Linked DNA regions of Triticum aestivum: region 1 is linked to region 2. Evidence: chromatin contacts called from public Hi-C data. All regions are on one chromosome and are shown on one strand. Each heading gives the region's core, a stretch centred on a gene start, on an enhancer-like site or on the middle of the called end of the contact. The rest is flanking DNA. Distances are from core to core; before and after follow the strand shown. Region 1 holds the start of LOC123088202 (LRR receptor-like serine/threonine-protein kinase SIK1). Region 2 holds the start of LOC123088201 (spastin).

Region 1 (3,744 bases), core at 502-3,001, 520 kb before region 2:
AATCCATAAGCCACAGTGAATCAAAACTCAAACTAGTTTCACAGCAATATTTCTGTTATAACCCCAAACCATGCTTTGCGCCCCAAAAATGTCCATAAAAACAGATAAAAGCAAGTAGCCTATCATTCATTGGTATAACCCAAAACAAAAAGTGATCAAATTCTCAGAAGAAGGCATGGCTGTGCCAAAAGGACAGGCAAGATAAACAAATGATGATCCAGTGCTTACAGATCCTCGAGTTGCTTGAGCTTGGAGATGGAGAAGGGGATGTCTCCATACAGCAGGTTGAAGGACAAATCCCTGTATCACACACACACATACACACGCAAGAAGAGGCACAGGTCAACTATAAAAATACTACTGGTACTAGCAAGAACCATATCCATCTCTACAGCAAAAAGGTGGGAGGGAGTATAGTACTAAGTAGGACAATAAAAGAAGACCCGGATTGGGTGGCGTACAAGTATTTTAAGGAGACGCAGTCCCCAATCTCGTCTGGGATTTGGCCTGTGAGCTTGTTCCCCTTGAGATCCCTGCACAAGCAAAGCAAAGCAAGCAAATCATTATTAGGGCCGAGATAAATTAATCAAATCAAGGAGGGTGTGGTAGGCTGGTAGGCTTGATATATAAAATAGTATAGAAGCTTTGTCACATCACGGCATGAGGGGTCAAATCGGATGGATATTTTAAAGAAGGAGAGAGAGGGGGATGGGAAGATTCAGGCGCCGTCAAATGCACAAAATCTTAAGAAGATGCAAGGGGAGGGGGGAGTGGTGGTGCGCTGTGCTGCTTACATGAACTGTAGGGCCTTGAGCTCCCCTATCGCCGGCGAGATCTCCCCACCCAGGTTCAGATTTGACAGGTTCCTGCATATATATATTTTTCATGGAGGAAATCAATCACTCGTCAGAGATAAATAATAGTACTCGAGGACACTTAAGTAGCGAAACAAACAGAGGATCATTTGTTGTGCGAGAACGAACCGAGGGGATAATCGGTCCCCTGAGAAAGAGAAAGCACATTTATTTTGTTTTCAGATGTGCAGCAGGAGCAAGCAGCAAGTTTTCAAAGAGCAAGCGAGCATTCACAGACAAGAAAGAGGGACGGCCAAGAATCGAACGGCGGAAAGAGAAAAGAAAAAGGCAAAGGTAAACACTTGTCATGGCGCCGCAATGCCAGCCGGAGGAGCACAAGAAGAAGAGGGGAGGGAGGAAGGGGGCACGTACAGGGAGAGGACGGCGAAGGAGTTGGCGTCGCAGGCGACGCCCCGCCAGGCGCAGTGGTCGCGGCCGCCGTCCCAGTCGGCGAGCGCGTTGGCGGCGTTGCCGAAGCCCGCCTTGAGGGCCATCAGCGCCGCCCCGTCCCCTCCCCCTCCATCTCCCTCCTCCGCCGCAGCCGCCGCCAACAACAGCCCAAGAACCACCACCAACGCCACCACCCTCGCCGCCCACCGCCGCAACGACGACTGCGCCATTCCGACGAGCAGCTTCCCTCCGTCGACTGCTCACTCGCTACGGGGCCAAGAAACCTCCTCTCCGGACGACCGCGGAAGCCACTACCACCACTGCTCCACCACCACCGCCGCCGCCGCCGCTCTTGCTCCCAGACCCAGTCCCATCTGGTGAATGGATGGATGGATGGATGGAGTGGATGGGGAGCGAGTCGGAGGGGGAGGGGGAGGGGGGGCAATGTATTTGTCGTGGCTGGCGACGGACGGACGGATGGCGACGTGACTGTGGTTGCTTTCGGGGGGCTGCAGGGGCAGCAGAGCCAGCGCGGGTGGTGTGGTGCCAAGAGAGAGAGAGCGAGGGGAGCGAGGAGGCGGGTAAGGCTGGCGCTGCGGGGCCCACCGTGTCAGCGAAGATGGCCAGCTATACGTCGTGTACGAGCGTGGATCTCCCGTTCCCTTTCGAACGCCCGCCTGTTGCCTGCCCCCCGCGGCTTTTACCGCGACGATGACATGCGGGCCCCGGCGGGCCCGGTGGCCAGGCTGTGTAGGTAGTAGATTGGTGGGCTGCGATTAGGCGGGCCGGGCCCGCGCGTCGGTGATTACCACCGGGGTTTAGGGGGGAGGGGGTTATGGTTGAGAAGGCCTGGTTCGCGCGCGAAACGGGATTGGCTCCCGTGGGCTGCCTTCCGCGGCGGCTGCGGGTGGGCCCGGCTTGGGGTTTAAGGGCGGGCGGGTTTGGACGACGGGGAGGGAGCCGGGGTCATGCGGCGGCCGTGACGGACGGCGACGGACCGGCCCTGCATCGGTCGACGGATCTCAAGGTGAGGTGAGATCGACGGCGTGATCGATGGAAGGTGGGTGAAGGAGGTACGAGCGTGCATGAATGTTGCGTGGCCCATCAGAATCACAACGGCCACGTCCACGGCGGGTGGGCTGGGTTGCCTTAATAACTGGCTGGGGCTTGGATTGAGTGTGGTTCGTTAGACGATCATGTACTACTACGTAGTGAAGAAGGTTCGGCTCACCGCAATAGCGCACAAGGACAGGTACTGCACTCTAAGCACACACTTCTGTCGATAGATAAGTCGTCTCCAAGTTGTGCTCCCTCTGTATTAATGATCTAAATGCTTTCATATTTCTTTTTTTTTTTTAAAAAATCACCGGGAAAGGGAGTTCCTCCACCTGAATATATTACTCAAAGTGACCAAAATGCCAGAGGAGTGATTCAGTTTATAAGAAAAACCGGATCGAAAACCTTAACAAATTGACCCGATTATAAGGAAAACCGGTCTGAAAACCGTACAAGGCACGACCAAGCTAGCAGACATAAGACTATCACCACGAGAGACGCAAGTAGATATGGGGTGTCGTCGGGAGATCACAATACCAACACTTTGCAAACAGCCGAACGCATGGCGAGCATACCAGCCCCCATTGGCACAACTCAGGAGTATCCACAATCAACGAGTGTCATCCCAGACACGAACCTCGACTGGGGCTCCGCCACAGAAAATCGGAACGATTAGCAAGTTTGAAAGGCATCTTGCGCCAACCTTGAGCAAAGATGAGGCGAGACAACACCAGGAGCACTAAGCGACGCAACACAACGACAACCATAAGAGGGTCTTGAGCAAACAGGAGCGACCGAGTCCACACCCGGACGAAAAGTCACACACTGCCGAGGCTACATCACAACAACGGCACCGCCGGCGAAGCCGAAGGGCATCAAGGAGCCGAGTCTACACTCAGAACGCTTCACCGTGCACACCAGCGCAAGCCGGCCACGCCACCACCACCTACAGCAGGCATCCACCACCACATCACACACCATCGTCAACCCCAGTCGGCCGCACAAACACACCACCAGCCGCACCTCCTTCATCCACACACACCAACACCAGCCGGAGTTTGTGTTTCCAAGATGGCGCCTCCAAGAAGGGAATGATGCCAGAGACACCGCCGCCACCCGATCCGGCAAGCCCGACCATAGGTTTTCACCCGAAAACAACGAAACAGGAGGTTTGCGGCTGAAAAACAGCTCCACGGCGGCACCTCTGCGAGGAAAACGACAGCCACAGCCGTCGTTGCTGCGAGCGTCGACCAAGTCGACCCAGAAATTTGCATCTGGAGCGTGAGCAACCAACAAACCACGACGGCATCTTCAGGCGCATGCTGCCCGGATCTTGCAAGGCCACATCGCCGCCCGCCGGATCTAGGCAGAAAATAGTCTGCCCCATGGAGCACAGGAACATCCAGGGGCGCGCCTCCCCGGGCTGGAGCAGCCGCTCGCCGGA
Region 2 (4,208 bases), core at 209-2,708:
TGTAACAACCTGCAGAGATAGCGCACATTGTAATGGAGGAGTTTTCGACCAATGCACTCGCTGCAAAGTACTCCCTAAAAAGAAAATACACTTAATAACCTCAATATATAACTATGTAACCCAGGCATCTAGCTAGCTTTCCTTTTCTTAAAACAACTTATTTTGATCAATGTTGGCTACCGCACGTAACAAGTACTCAAGTAGATACATTATACTAGCATTCCTAATCGTAAGGATTCACAAGAACAACATATCCATAGCGAGCAGACTTGGATTGATAAAGTAGGACTGCAGCAGTACCAAATCAACAGATCAGTAAAACGCTGTTAACCGGGAAGGAAGCAAATAACATGCCGCAATCGTTTTCACTTAAATGCTAGGTACAAATCAATTCAGAATGTATCAAATAGAGACTAGACAGTTGAAGCTACCAGGCAAAACATGTACCACGTGTAAAAATTCAACACTAGTAGAAGCTTATACCTTCTTAGGGACTGGTGCAGCCGCTCCTACAATACCAGAAAAAATGAAACAGAGTTAAATCCAACTAATTGAAGTCGACAATTGCAATAGTAAGGAAATGTATGAACTCGCAATGAATTATAGTCCACAATTGCAAAAGTAGGGAAATGTACAATTCACTAATGGAAACATATAGGTATTTACCCCTAAATTCACACAATTATGAAGTGATTAACACAACAAACTACAGCTATGCCCACAAGAATGTTGGCTGCTTCTAATGTTTCTGGACTGAGAAGTGCACACACATCGCTGAACAAGTTTCACATGCGCACAAATTTGAGAAGCCAGCAAAACTGGGGAGGAAACGAAGAGGAGCGGAGAGGCTCACCACTCCTCCGGCCGAGCACCCTGAGCCGCTCCTCCACCTGCGTCTGCCACTTGGCGATCTTGTCCTGGTACACCCTCACCTGGCCCCTCTCGCTGCAAACCACCACACAGCACATCAATCAGCGACCTCAATCAAACCTAATCAAGTAGTAACCCGCAGCGGAGGGAGGGAATCAGAGAGGGGACCTGGAGGAGACGGCGTCGGGGACGCGGGCGGCCTTGGCCTCGAGCATGACGCGGAGGGCGTTGCGGTAGTGCGCCTCGGCGTCGTCGGGGAGGCCCCACTCCTCGGCGCGCACGGCCTTGTCGATCTCCTCCTTGGCCAGCTCGAAGTAGCCGCGCAGCTTCACGGCCACGCGCTCCCCCACCACGGCCGCCGCCGACGGCGCCGCGTCCATGGGCGGCGGCGCGAAGAGGAGCGACGAGAGGGAGTCCGCGAGCGCGCGGAGGAAGCTCATGCGCCGGCGCGGGGGAGCATCGTCGGAGATTCGCCGGAGGAGTGGGGATGGGGGAGGTTTGCGTGGGGCCTTGGGGTTGTTGGGGGAGGGAGAGGCCGGAGAGGAGTCTAGTCCCCCCGCGGCACGCATCTCCTCCGTGGGCTGACGCTGCCGTTTCTCGGGCCGGATGGTATCTTTCGTCCGGTTAACTTCACACTGTTGTTCTGGCCCGAAAGACATGTCCGCACTCTCGGCCCAGCCTACCCCAGATGGGCGCGATCCTATTGGGCGCCTAGGTCGCCAAATAGCCTAAAAGGTATTTACTTTTTTCTTTTTTTGATGGGACATACAGGCATTTTCAATACCCGTTTTTTTTCGTTTTTTGGTTTTTTAGGGAAAGCCTAATCTTTATTAATCAAAGACCACAAAATGTGGGATAACAGTTTCGTCATGAGGTTGGCCAAACCACACATGACTCCCAGGTGCTAAATTGAAAGCAAATCTAGCTAACCTATGAGCTTCTACATTACTCGGCCGACTTCCAAAAATGAATTTACAGGAAAAAGAAGTACACATCCATTTCTGTTCGCTACAGGAACTGAACAAATGTTGGACTGCTTCTCGTTGATTATCTGCAGTTCACTGATGAATCTCGTAGTGAAGGAGTATATTGATTACAGACTTTGGAAAACACCCTCATGAATTGCCTTTCTTCTTGTTGTCCATATAGCCCATAAAGTGACAGCAAGCTTCACAAAATGTTCATGTGATAACGCGTCAATCTGAGAAAAAAGCTAGTGCTTTGCATGTTGCTTTGAATTCGAGATCAAAGACTGCACAAGTTCCTCGTCCACCAGTGCCCAAGTGCATCTTGCCATTGTACACTGCAGCAGGGAGTGTTGCCAAGAATTAGGAGAACCACAGAGACCGCACATAGATGTGTTTGACATGTGTCGGTGAGCACGAACATCTTTCATTGGCAGAGATTGCTTGGACAGCCTCCATAGGAACATCCTTACTTTTGCTGGGACTTGAGTATTCCACAACATTTTCCAATGCTTTTCCTCTCCCCTGATACCCGACGAGTCCGCTGAACTTTCAAGCCATGCCTCCCTTCGACGTCTAGTAGCAACCAACATGTTGTAGGCTGATTTGACTGAAAATTGTCCATTTTTCTCAAAGTGCCAACACCAAAAATCAGGAACATTTCTAGTACAGAGTGGGATTCCAACTATTATCTTTGCATCGAAGGGAAGGAATACCTCGCGTAACTTCTACATGTTCCAGGATGCTGTTGTCAGGTCAATAATCTCTGCTACGTGCTAAGGCGCCATGCATCCATATGGTTTGAGCATCTCATCCCTTGGCAGCCAATTCTCTGTCCAGATCAATGTGTCCTCCCCATTGCCAATTCTCTTGATAAGTCCTTGCGCGAGGGTGTCCCTACCATCAACAATTGCTCTCCAAATTTGGCTTGGGTGGGATCCCAAATGAGCATTCAAAATTGTTGACCCCGGAAAGTAAACACTCTTTAATATCCAGGCACTCAGAGAACCAGGGTTCTGCAATAAACACCATGCTTGCCTGGCTAACAAGGATAAATTGAAAAGCTCTATATATTTAAAACCTAAGCCTCCCATGCCTTCGGTTGCATCATCTCTTTCCAAGACACCCAATGTGATTTGCGTTGGCCATTTTTGCTACCCCACCAAAACTTCCGTAGAGCATGTTGAGATGTTCACATAGCCCTCTTGGTAGCCTAAATCATGACATGGAATATACTGGCACGGCCTGGTCCACGGCTTTCACTAACACTTCTTTACCTGCCATTGATAATGTTTCTCAATCCATCCCTGGATCTTACTCCATAAACGGTCCTTTAAGTACTTGAAAGCTCCACTCTTTGATGAGCCAATGTCAGAGGGCATGCCTAAGTGCTTTTCATTCAGTCTCATTGGGTACATTTAGCACTCCCTTTATCTCATGTCTTGCATTGTCCGAGACCCCTTTACTAAAGAAAATGGATGACTTTGTATAGTTGATTCGCTAACCTGTAGCTTGACAGTAAATATCCAAAACCTGGTACCTCAGTAGCTCCCATACCATTTTCCTTGAAGAACAACAGACTGTCATCTGCAAATAAAAGATGGTTTACCGGTGGCGCCGAGGGTGCCACTTGTATTCCACTTAGGTTAGATGACTCACTTCTTGATTTTAGGAGGCATGACAGGCCCTCTGCTGCTAACAAAAACAAGTATGGGAATATTGGGTCCCCTTGTCGGATTCCTCGTGATGGTGTAAACTCCTGTAATTTCTTTCTGTTGAACATTACTGAAAATTTCACCGAGCTCACCAGATTCATAACAATATCAACCCACTTTGTGGTGAAGCCCAGCTTCAACATAATAGCTCAGAGATAGGGCCATTTCACCCTATTGTATGCCTTCATCATGTCAAGTTTTAGGGCACAACACTGATGTTTCTTTGCCCTGTTACGCTTCATAAAGTGTAAACATTCATACGCCGTGATGATATTATCGGTGATTAACCTGCCTGGCACAAAGGCAGATTGCTCCTCTGACACAATCTCTGGCAAAACTTGCTTCAACCGGATAGATATCACATTGGATGCAGTTTTATATATGACATTGCAAAGACTGATTGGACGGAATTGTGATAGAAGTGTCGGATTTTTTACCTTTGGGATGAGCACCAAAATTGTTTTGTTTATGCATACAGCCGACTCTGTTCCATCAACAATCCTTAATACCACCCTAGCGATTTCCTCACCACAAACATCCCAATGGCGTTGGAAGAAATGTGTTGGGATTCCATCTGGACCGGGCGCCTTTATCGAAAACATCAGAAATAAGGCCGTTTTGACTTCTTGCTGGCAATAGGGTGCACTCAGAAGATCAT

The links. A called contact is a pair of places that touch in the nucleus more often than the background predicts.
Region 1: a contact with region 2 is called in a Hi-C map of leaf, with 2.7 times the contacts expected there. The contact joins the promoter of LOC123088202 here to the promoter of LOC123088201 in region 2. A contact is called at or near these places in 2 of 5 Hi-C or Micro-C datasets (both in leaf).

Annotation. Positions count from the first base shown.
Region 1 is chr4A:695,615,868-695,619,611 of IWGSC CS RefSeq v2.1, reverse strand. LOC123088202 (LRR receptor-like serine/threonine-protein kinase SIK1) reads right to left here and starts at 1,751. Exons shown (of 28, transcript XR_006441744.1): 1 at 1,227-1,751; 2 at 795-866; 3 at 462-533; 4 at 229-300.
Region 2 is chr4A:695,091,451-695,095,658 of IWGSC CS RefSeq v2.1, reverse strand. LOC123088201 (spastin) reads right to left here and starts at 1,458. Exons shown (of 13, transcript XM_044510392.1): 1 at 1,039-1,458; 2 at 854-945; 3 at 484-509; 4 at 1-9. The coding sequence starts at 1,439.